Regions from separate parts of the Mus musculus genome. Here region 1 is linked to region 2. The links are chromatin contacts, called in public HiChIP or PLAC-seq maps. All regions are on one chromosome and are shown on one strand. The core of a region is the stretch at or near the end of the contact, and the rest is flanking DNA. Distances in the headings are between cores, read along the strand shown. Region 1 overlaps Ptprg (protein tyrosine phosphatase, receptor type, G). Region 2 has its middle 130 kb from the start of Gm41097.

Evidence for each region. HiChIP or PLAC-seq counts read pairs in DNA pulled down with a chosen protein or histone mark.
Region 1: an H3K27ac HiChIP or PLAC-seq map of embryonic stem cells shows a contact between it and region 2, with 7 times the contacts expected there. The contact joins two enhancer-like sites. A contact is called at or near these places in 1 of 39 promoter capture datasets (pre-B cells) and 2 of 115 datasets of contacts at active chromatin or transcription factors (both in embryonic stem cells).

What each region holds. Positions count from the first base shown.
Region 1 is chr14:11,560,476-11,565,826 of GRCm38.p6, reverse strand. The region is part of intron 1 of Ptprg (protein tyrosine phosphatase, receptor type, G); the gene reads right to left. Among named protein-coding and RNA genes, the nearest start is that of Ptprg, 9.6 kb to the right of the region's middle. Within about 2 kb of position 2,781, at least 18 of the 459 cell types and tissues checked have an H3K27ac peak or open chromatin away from gene starts, as enhancers often do. A contact at or near this core is called in embryonic stem cells, where this site is marked.
Region 2 is chr14:9,317,716-9,322,859 of GRCm38.p6, reverse strand. No RefSeq gene overlaps it. Among named protein-coding and RNA genes, the nearest start is that of Gm41097, 130 kb to the left of the region's middle. Within about 2 kb of position 3,534, at least 34 of the 459 cell types and tissues checked have an H3K27ac peak or open chromatin away from gene starts, as enhancers often do. A contact at or near this core is called in embryonic stem cells, where this site is marked.

The sequences.
Region 1 (5,351 bases), core at 1,532-4,031, 2.2 Mb before region 2:
CAGCTTATGTGACCACCACTGTCTGCAAGGTGCCCTCAAACCTGCCAGGCAAGCTGTGGGTTCCCAGAAGATATTTATTGACTGAATCAATGTAAAATACCCCCCCCCTTTTTTTTTTAGTTTTTATTTTGTGGATTTTTTTTAACTTTTTAGTTTGTGTGTAAGGGTGTTTTGGCTACATGTACGTCTGTACACCGCATGCATGCCTGGTGCTCTCAGAGGCCAGAAGATGACATCAGAGCCTCTGGAACTGAAGTTATAGACATTGTTAGCCACCCTGTGGGTGCTATGAATCAAACCCAGGTCCTCTGGAAGAGCAGTCAGTACTCTGACCAGCCCTCTTCTGGCCTCCTCAGGCACTGCATGTGTGTGCCAAACAGACATGCATGCAGGCAAAAAACATCCGTAAAATTTAAAAGCCACCAAAAACTGTGTTGATGTGAGCAAACATAAAGCTTTTGAGCTGTATTTCAGGATCAATAAGGTTGAATGTTCAGTCAAAAGTCTAGAGCCCATGTAATCTAGAACCCATGAGGCAAAGAAGTTGGGGCATCCTGAGTTCTAAGCTAACCTTAGCTATACGGTAAGGCCTTATCTCCAAAGAAAATTTGGAGCAGGGGTATAGCTTGGTTGGGAGATTGCTTACCCAGCATGCTCAGGCCATGGGTTAGCTTCTCCCCAGAGCACAGAAGTGGGGCACGGTAACATAGTCTTCTACTCCCCACCCTCCATGGTGGAGACAGGAGATGGGATCATCCTTGGCTATGTCACGAGGTCAAGGCAAGGTTGCAGTATCCAAAGACCGACCTAACATACTTTTCAATTTAGGGAAATCAATAAATAGCCAAGGAGAGAAGTACTCAGCTCTTACAATCCTGTTTCATTGATTAGTACCAACTCGATATGAACAGTGACGAAACAGGCCAAGAAGGAGAAAGAAATGTTGTAACAGTCTGCAGGATTAAGTAGCAGTCAAGATTCCAAGCCCTGTCTGAAGTGACATTTTGTACTGACGCTCAACAGGACTAGATTTTCCCTTCTCAGGGCTTATTCAGTCTCACAGCAGAAAAGCCAGGGACTCACTCCAGCCTCCAGCCTCACTCATTCCTGCCAGTCCTCAAGGCCAGAGGTCATCTAGACGATGTTCCCACCAGGTATGGGTCAGGCTCCTGTTCTGAACAAGGTCATGAGGTCAAACCCTGGAATACTTTTGCCCTGCCCACCTCACTGTCAAGTGAGAGTAACTAGCAAGGCTGCAGGCAGGAATCAGGGACAATGGCCCTCTTGTCTGAAACTGTATCACCAGCCCGTCCCACAGGTGCTAGTTATCTGGGGTTTTGTTTTAGTTTTTTGGTATGATTGCTTTGAGTGTGTGTGTGTGTGTGTGTGTGTGTGTGCCTGAGTGTATGTATGCATGCATGAAGGAGCAGCCATTAGAGGTCACAAGGGAATTTGGATTCACTGAAACTCTATCTAGTTACAGGTGGTGTAAGCTACAGTGTAGGGACATGAGGCTAAACCCAGGTCCTCTGGAAGAGCAGTAAGTGCTCATAACCACTGAGCCAGCTCTCCAGCCCCATCAGTACGTTTCTAAAAAGAAAGGAAAAACAAAGGTCAGATCAGCCATGGACAGTATGCCTACCATGCACAGGCCCTGGGTTCATTCCCCAGTACCGGGCATGGGAGGGGTGCGGACACATTTATAGCCATCCTGGACCCACTCACTAGGAGAGAAGAGAGAGCAATAATGATACCAGAGAGAGAGGACTCCTTTTTTACAAGGTTGTTTTTATTGTTTGTATTGTTTATTGTTTTATTGTATGTATGAGGGGGTCAATGCATACTGTGTGTAGGTACCGATGGAGACCTGAAGCCCTGCAGCTGGACTTGCAACCTATTGTGTGTGCTTGGATTCAAACTCTAACCCTTGGCCGAAGCAGTATGGGTTTTAACCTTTGAACCATCTCTCCACCCCCAGGGAGAATACTTATTTCTTTTCAGTCTAAAGAATGAACCTAGGACTTCAAGGACGCTGGGTAAGAGTTCTACCATGGAACAACACCTCCGGCCCTCTTTTTATCTTCTGAGGAAAAGTCTCACTAAGTTTGCCATGCTCCCGGCTTAGCTTCACCTCACTAGGATTACAGGCCTGTACTACCAAGCCAGTCCCCTGCCCCAGAGACCACCCCACCCAGAAACACCCTATAGCAAGAAAGCCAACCCAGGAAAAGGTTAGCAGGCACTGTGCCCCACAGAGTGCATAGGACACAAAGGTCACAACCCTCCCGAGGTTCCAGTGAACTTTAAAACTGCAAAAGAATCTTAGAAATGGTTTAGCTAAAGATGAGAAAAATAAACTCAAAAGACATCAAAGTGTAGGCTGAGGATGTGGTGCAGCCAATAGAACTCCCACTTGAATCGCGTCATGGATTCAAGTCTCAACACAACTCTTATGGCTAAAAGATAGAAGATCAGGAGTTCAAGGCCAACTTGGGTTACATGAGATCCTTCCCACCACCCACAAAGGAAAGGAAAGAAGGAAGAAAATAAATGTCTTGAGTAGGATCCCACAGCTGGTAAGTAGGATCCTTACAGCTAGTTTTACACTCCAGAAGAAAAATCCCAGAACCCACATTATCTCCTGCCAAGTCCAACTAATTCCCTCAGCCCCGTTCCCCAAGCCTGGGTGACTCAGAACCTACAGCCCACCACTGTGAGGTGTAGGATAATGAAAGGCACAGTAGTCAAAGCTCCAGCTGGTTCTCAAATTACAAAAAGAGCTGGGTGTGGTGGCAGATACCTACAGTGCCAGCATTCACTCAGGAGGAGGCTGAGTCAGGAGGATCACAGCTTAGGGCTGGCTAAGTCTCCTAGGCAAGGTCCACTCTCAACTACAAAACAGATCTCGAATTACAAACTGTAGTGGTTTGAATAAAATGGCCTCCCTGTAGGTCTAAAAGCATTCACTTCTCCTGCCAACAGAATAAGACCTAGACTCTCTGCTCCTTCTCCAGCACCATGACTGCCTATATGCCACCTTGCTTCCCACCATGATGAGGATGGACTAGACCTCTGAAGTGTAAGCCAGCCCCCAAATAAATGCTCTTCTTTATAAAAGTTGCCATGCTCAATGTATAAACAATAAAACCCTAACTAAGACACAAACCAAATGATTTTATATTATTTACATAATTTACATTACCACCAACAAATTCAGAGACACTATGCACTCTATCCAAATAACTAAAGCTTTCAACCGTGCCAAAGGCAGGAAACCCCTGCAGTATACTCTTAACTCCTGAGCCTTCTCTAGGCCATCATCTTGACAATTCTTAAAAATCTTAAAATGACTATCTAGAAGGATTGGGAGTGTGGCTCAGTTGGGGAAGTGTTTGCCTTCCATGCTAGAAGACATGAGTCTGATCCCCGGAATTCTAGTACACAAGATGTCCATGGTCTTACAAGCTTGTGAACTCAAGTGCTTGGGAGGTGGAGTCAGGTGGCTCCCTGATTCTCCCTGGCCTAGTCTAGTGGACAAGCTGCAAGCTAAGGAGAGACCTTATCTCAAAAACAAGGTAGATACTGGGCAGTGGTGGTGCATGCCTTTAATCCCAGCACTTGGGAGGCAGAGACAGGTGGATTTCTGAGTTCGAGGCCAGCCTGGTCTACAGAGTGAGTTCCAGGACAGCCAGGGCTACACAGAGAAACCCTGTCTCGAAAAAACAAAAAAACAAAACAAACAAAAAAAAGGTAGATAATGCCTAAGGAGTAGCATGAAAGGATGACCTCTGACCTCCACTTGCACTGCGCGCGCGCGCGCGCGCGCGCGCGCGCGCACACACACACACACACACACACACACACACGGGCACACACGGGCACACACGGGCACACGCCATGCACAAATACACACACACTAAATAAATACATGATTTAAGTTAGGAAAGATCTTGAAAGATAACAGTATTTCCTCACTCATCTAGACTCTGTTCCTAGGCCTGGTAAAATGCTAATGGCTGTGTCCTTCATGCAAATCCATCCAGATAAATGTACCGATCTGATTTAAGCTGCTGAAGACTTTATGAGGCAGTCGGCATGAGAAACCAGACAGCTTTTGGAGTCACATAGTAACTGATAGGAATTCCTCAAAAGTATATACCCACTGCCTGATCCAGCAGCCTGCCTCTTTGCTCGTCAGAAACATAGTATCACAGGCCCAAAATAAGAGCACTTGTCCTATTTCCTGAGGAAGTGTTACATATTCCATGAACTGTGCTTTAGTTTCTTCTTTTTTAGTTGTTAGATTTCAGCAGCCAACTGTGTCACTTTGCTACTCCCCCAAAATAGCTCAAGTTTAAAATCACATTTTGTTGTTTGGCCAGAAAACCACTGTGCTGTGCTGACTTGGGCCTTCGGAACTGGGGGGAGAGGGCAGGAGCTGTGGCTGGCATGGTATCTCCTGCACAACATCCAAGTCTGCTAAAGTGCAACCTGGGTGCAAAAGGAGAGCAAATACCTCAATACCACTGCTGGCACCCTCTTAATCCATCCCACTAAAACCCAAAGACAGTTACAGAGCAAGAAGCACACGATAAGAGCTCACGGAGGGGGTGGAGCAAAGGTTCAGTCAGTGATGTGTCTGTCTGACGCAACCATGAAGACCGGAGTTTGGAATCCCAGGATCCATATGAAAAGCCTGCCTCTGTGGCCCAAATCTGTAATACCAATCCTGGTGAGGCCAAATCAGGAGAGCCCCAGGTTCACCAAGAAACCCGGTCCCAATTATAAAGCTGAGAATAATTGAGCCAACACCCCACATCAACATCTGTCTGCAGCGGGCTCACACTGACCCCCCAGGGTGCATGTAAGCCACTCCTTGTCTTTCAAGGATCAGAAAGATTGATATCTCGGGCCTCCAGGAAGTTTAGCCATCAGAGTGTGGACAAAGACCATCTCAGATTTCAGCACTTGCATGTCAAAGAAAGCAGGCACCTAACTAAAGAGTCCTCCTTTTCCGGCCCAGTTTTCTCCTCCCATTCCTATGTAAACTCTCACATGCATAAAAGGAAAATGGTTGATTTATTGGGTTATTATTTACTATGCACAGTGCTACAGCCTTGAGCACCGTTTTCCCCTCACACTTCACAAAGACTTTAGGAGACATGATACTAACACTATTCCTTCTCATAAATGGAGAGAGAGGAATAAGGCAGAGAAAAAGAAAACGGACTTGCTTAGGGCACCACCGCTAGCAATGGCAGAGGCACATTGTCTCTGGATGACAAATTTCTACCAACTTCCCTATATTCTTGTACAACCCAGGTTAGGGAATAAATGATGCTAACAACAAC
Region 2 (5,144 bases), core at 2,285-4,784:
ATACTAGAAGTCCTTCCTCATCACTAAAGAGCTCCACACTGCCGATATCAGCTCAGCAGTTTTCCCTGGGGAGCAGTTATGGAAGAAATCACATTGTGGAGGGTGATGGAGATGATCTGGGATGTTTCCTTGCCTGAGTTAACACAGAGGTTGTATTTATTGGAACCGTCTGTCCTTCTGTCTTGGTTTTCTCATTTCCCTTGTCAGCAAGGAAACCATACATCCTAGGTGCTGCTGTATCATAATCTGTTTTGTAGCCAATATTTGCATTGGCTTATAAGAAAATTGAAATGTTTTGTTTTGTTTTTACCTGTTTGGAAGCATGTGGGAATGGCATTGGTTCTTCAAACAAAACATACCTCTGTCCTCTTTTTCATGGCCACAATGGGAAATTCAATCATAGACAAAGCTATTGTAAGTTTACAATTGATTTTGTTGATGTGAATTTTATTATTGAATATAAATCCATGTTGTATGTTAAATATTGTCAAAACACTGTCAAATACACACCTTATTATCATTTTGGTGGCCCACAGTTTTGCTTTGACAGTTAGAGCTAAATAAGAATAGTGTATATGCCAATTGCTAGGTTCTTTTCACTAACAGATTAATTTCTTCTAAAACTTTAATGTTAAGCAACTATGAAAAATTTTAAAAACAAATTTTTCCCATTTATCCAGCAGCTAGACAATGATCTCCTCAGAGACTTCAATAAGAGCCAAAAGAAAAAAAACTATATGCTTAATTTATATTTCTTAATATCTTCTTAATTTTATTCCTCTTCACGTTGCCCTGATCTTGTAAAATTATTATTCACTGAAGACAAAAATCCCTCCTGGGCTCTCTGCTTTCTTTTCTTCTCACTTTAGATTTAAAATATGCAAGGAAGTTTATTAGCAGGAAGAAAATGCAATTGTGCCTCTCAGCTTGTTGTAGGGATGGTGGTCTGGTGCCCGCCACAGGGAGATTGCCTCATGCTCTGAATTTTCACTGAACGCCTTTTTAATAAAGCTAAGAGAATCCTTTCCAGAAGCGAGGTCACCATCAAGGAGAAGACAGGCTACTGTTCTAATGTACTTGGGTTAGCACAATGCTGAATGGTGAGCACATAGCACAATGCTGAATGGTGAGCACATAGCACAATGCTGAATGGTGAGCACATAGCACAATGCTGAATGGTGAGCACATAGCACAATGCTGAATGGTGAGCACATAGCACTGATCTTTGCCTGACAGACACCTATCCCTATGTTTACAATCCATTTTTCTTACTGTGGCCAAGTATATTCTAGGCTTATCATTCAACTTGCATATTTCAGGGCACAATTCATGTTCACAATCCTGCACTTTCCTCACCTCTACCTTGTACCAGGACTTGTATCATTCCCCAGAGAAGCTAGACACCTTGAACCTACAGTGTTTGCAGTATGGACTGGAGGTTAGACTTGGATGGGCTGCTTGTCTCCAGCATCTAGTCACAGCTCACAGTGTGGGCCTTGGGTAGTTAAGGAATTTATTTAAATCTTGCTCTTGACATGCCCTGGGTTACTACTCCATCTCTGAGCTCCACTGTCCTAACCTATGGAAAGGGAACAATCATAAAACCTCTTACAGAGTCCAAAGAAATAGGCCAGAACCTTGGAACTGACTCAGCTCATTATAGGACGAACAAACACTTATATGCTCAGTTCATGTTTCCTTTAGCTATAAATGTGTGATATGAACGTTATCCGATGTCTTAACAATCCACAAGGTTGCCATTGTTGCTAACTTCATCTTATAGATAAGAAGAGAGGTTTCTTGAGTTGGACAGAATCACACAGCTCCTACACAAAGAGACAAGATCTGAACTGCAGAAACAGGGCTCATCATCCCATGACTGAGTGATCTCTATTACTACCAGACAGCATAAACTAGTACATGCAAGTCGTCTCTCTTTATTACCCCGCTTTCTTTACAGTAGCACTGTAAATCGGCCCAGCACAGACTGCCCATATTCCTGTCTCTCCCGTGCAGCATCTGACAGTATGTCTGTGCACCCATCATTGTTTCAGTCAGTGCCGCATCTTACCCAGAAGTGGATCATAGTCGACGAACTGTTGAGTGAGTCTTTTAAATTCCCATCTGATTATGTGGTTATGTGGTATTATGGTATATCATTCTGCCTGCTTGCTGTCACACCCTGTGCTGCTAGGAAGTGTCCATCACATTAAGGACTTACATTTAATTTGGGCTACACTGTCACAGAAAAGAAAGGCTGGGGCTCAATGAGCTTAAAAAAAAAAGACTTCTTGTTTAAAACTTTTCCTGTTTTCCTTGTAGCCTGGTGACAAAATGGAAAAGAAGAGAAATGGAAAAGAAGAGAGCATTGGCTACAGATGTCCCACTTGTAGAGCATGAGGGACATGGCAGTGTCGGCTGGATGCTGTGGGATGGCATAGGAGCCCTGCACTATCACTGGCATTTCTATTAAGTATTATAGATCTTCATACTGAAACAATCCAGAGCTACTGAAACCAGAGCAAGGCCAGGGTACAGTGCTTCACTGTGTGATTTTTTTTTTTTTTTTTTTTAAGGAAGCACAAGTTCTGAAATTTCTCTTGAGGCATCGATTGCTTTAGTTGATCTTCATACCTGCAAAAGGAAAAGAGAAAGTGTTCCTTGTTATTTGGTGGTATGTTAAGTTTAGCTTTTCCCCTTAATTACACTATGTGTTTATGATATAGAGTTAAAACAACACAGAAGCATGTAGAGAAAAATGTGGCTCGGTTCTTTCCATCACTCCCTTCTAACCTCAGTTCCCTGGGGAAATAGGGCCAATGCCTTGGCAGAAAAGCTTCAAATTCCTTTCCTATTTACAGACATCTATTTCTGTACATATACAAGTGAAGACAGATATCGGAATGTTTGGGCGTGCACACCGAGTTATAAAAGCCTAACTTTCATTGAAACAAGGCTTAGAAACACAGCACAAAGAGAGGTAAACTGAAACAAAAGGGTGGATCTCCCATTAGAAACTGGGAGCAAAGCCAAATAATGCCAAGGTGAGAGTAGTCGAGAGGTCAAAATAGCACATTATTTATCACATTCAATGCAAACATGACTCAATAAATGCCCTTTGCATATGTTGCTCCTAATGTGACCATTTCATTTAGAATAATTACATGATCATGCCGCCTCACAAGAATTTGGTCAGTAGTACCCAGGTTTAGATATTTGTGTCACACAATACATAAAAACTGAACAAATATACTGCCTTATCCATTGCTGACCCTAATATGCATATTTCATTTGATATTCTTTATACAATGTTGAATCTCTGTTACACTTTAGTTCTGAATCTTTTCCTTATATGTCCTTTCCTGTATTGCCCCTCTTACACCTAATACCTATTTGTTCTTCAAATGACCAAACATTTGTTACCATCCTTGCAAAAACTTTGATTGTTTTTGCTATTAACTTCAGGTCCTTAGAGGTTGAACTGATGAAAATGTGAAGGGACTCACGCAAACAAAGCTTTTGTTAGGAATCCTCCAAGATCAGACTGGAAGTTCTCCCAACAAAGGGATAGTGGGAGCCACACCTACCATACAAGAAAGAGTCCATCATGAAAATGTAAGAGGGATTTCATATTCAAATCACGCATATTGGACTACCATTAGGTAGTCATCAGTGTTCATGCTTTAAGATTTCAAGTAAGAAATCAAAATGTTCTCCTTGTAACCTGCAAGTTCTAAGGAAAAAGGAAATCAGCATAGTAACAAGATTTGCTACCTTGGGGCCTCCCAGTGGACTCTGGAGGCAATTAAACTCCCTGAAATGGTAAACACAATCAAGCAAATGTTCCTAGGTCATGCACTTGTTTAGGAACAAGGACATGACCTTCAGTTTGGTGCTCCAAAGGATCAAGAACTAGATCACAGAACAGAAAGACAAATGTTTAGAAAAGAGCAGGGATACATTTGCAGCCTAGTGGGTGTGGCTCTTGCCATAGACAGAAGAGTTTGAACAAGCCTGAGTTTCTACTCTATCTTCAGCAGCTTCTCAGTTAATGCTTGACATTAACACACTGCTTTTTGATATTTTTCAGTGAAAGTACATCCCTTTATTGTGGCATGGGTTTGCAGCACAGAGGGGCATAATGAAAAAGGAACAAGAAAAGAACCTCGGCCAGAGGGTTTCCATACAAATGAGGCTTTTACATCAACACATTCTCAAATCTCAGTGCACTACCCCACACTCAGTTAAACACACAAAACGGCACTGCAAACTCCTCTTATCCCTCTTTCTGTTGGTATGTGCTTCTGTAGAGCTGATATGAGTGAACCTTATAATAAAACATGCTAGACATAGGCCTTCAGCTCAGAAGATATTATCAAGAACGATTCCTGACTACAATACCCAACCCTGAAAGAAGCCCAGTGTATGGAGCTCATTATTTCTGAAACTTGACAAGCCCTAAAAAATAAATCAAGTGCTAACTTGAATTACAAGTGATTTTTCACCAAATATGGGTTTGAGTAACAGACTATGCTCTCGACAATTACAACCCCATATTGAGATGAAGTTGAACCTCACACTGTTTAGGCAGGTGTCAATTCAAATGATGGAAGCAATTACTATGTTGTAAGCTTAGAAGCAAATTCAGAATTTCCTGGGAATCACAACTGGTCTTTAGTCCCAAGCTTGTCACTTAAAGGTAGGTGACCCTGGGAAAATCAGCTGATGTGATTTTCCTCATTTGCAAAGTAAGTGGATTGGATGCTTTCTCCACTCATTCCCTTCCAGACACAGCAGTTGATAACTCAAGTGTTACTTGTAAGACACCAAAAGGGTTAGGAGATTTCTGATGGGCAGAGACGACTAAGGAAAGAAATGTATCTACATTTAAGAGCCTAATCCCTGAAAACTCATACTGGACTTTGAATATGTAAGGTAGTTCTTATGCCTTATTAGAGACATGTAGAGATATTATCTTAGGGGACTTAAAGCTCACATTTAAGCTATAGGTTTCTTTGACTTAAAGATACACAGAGACACATAAACACATACCTAAGTAAGATGGAATCAACATTCAAAAGTTATCTGGGTTTTCTTGATTTCCCAGAACCAGAAATCCCTTTTAAGAGTTGCTCTTTGTACTG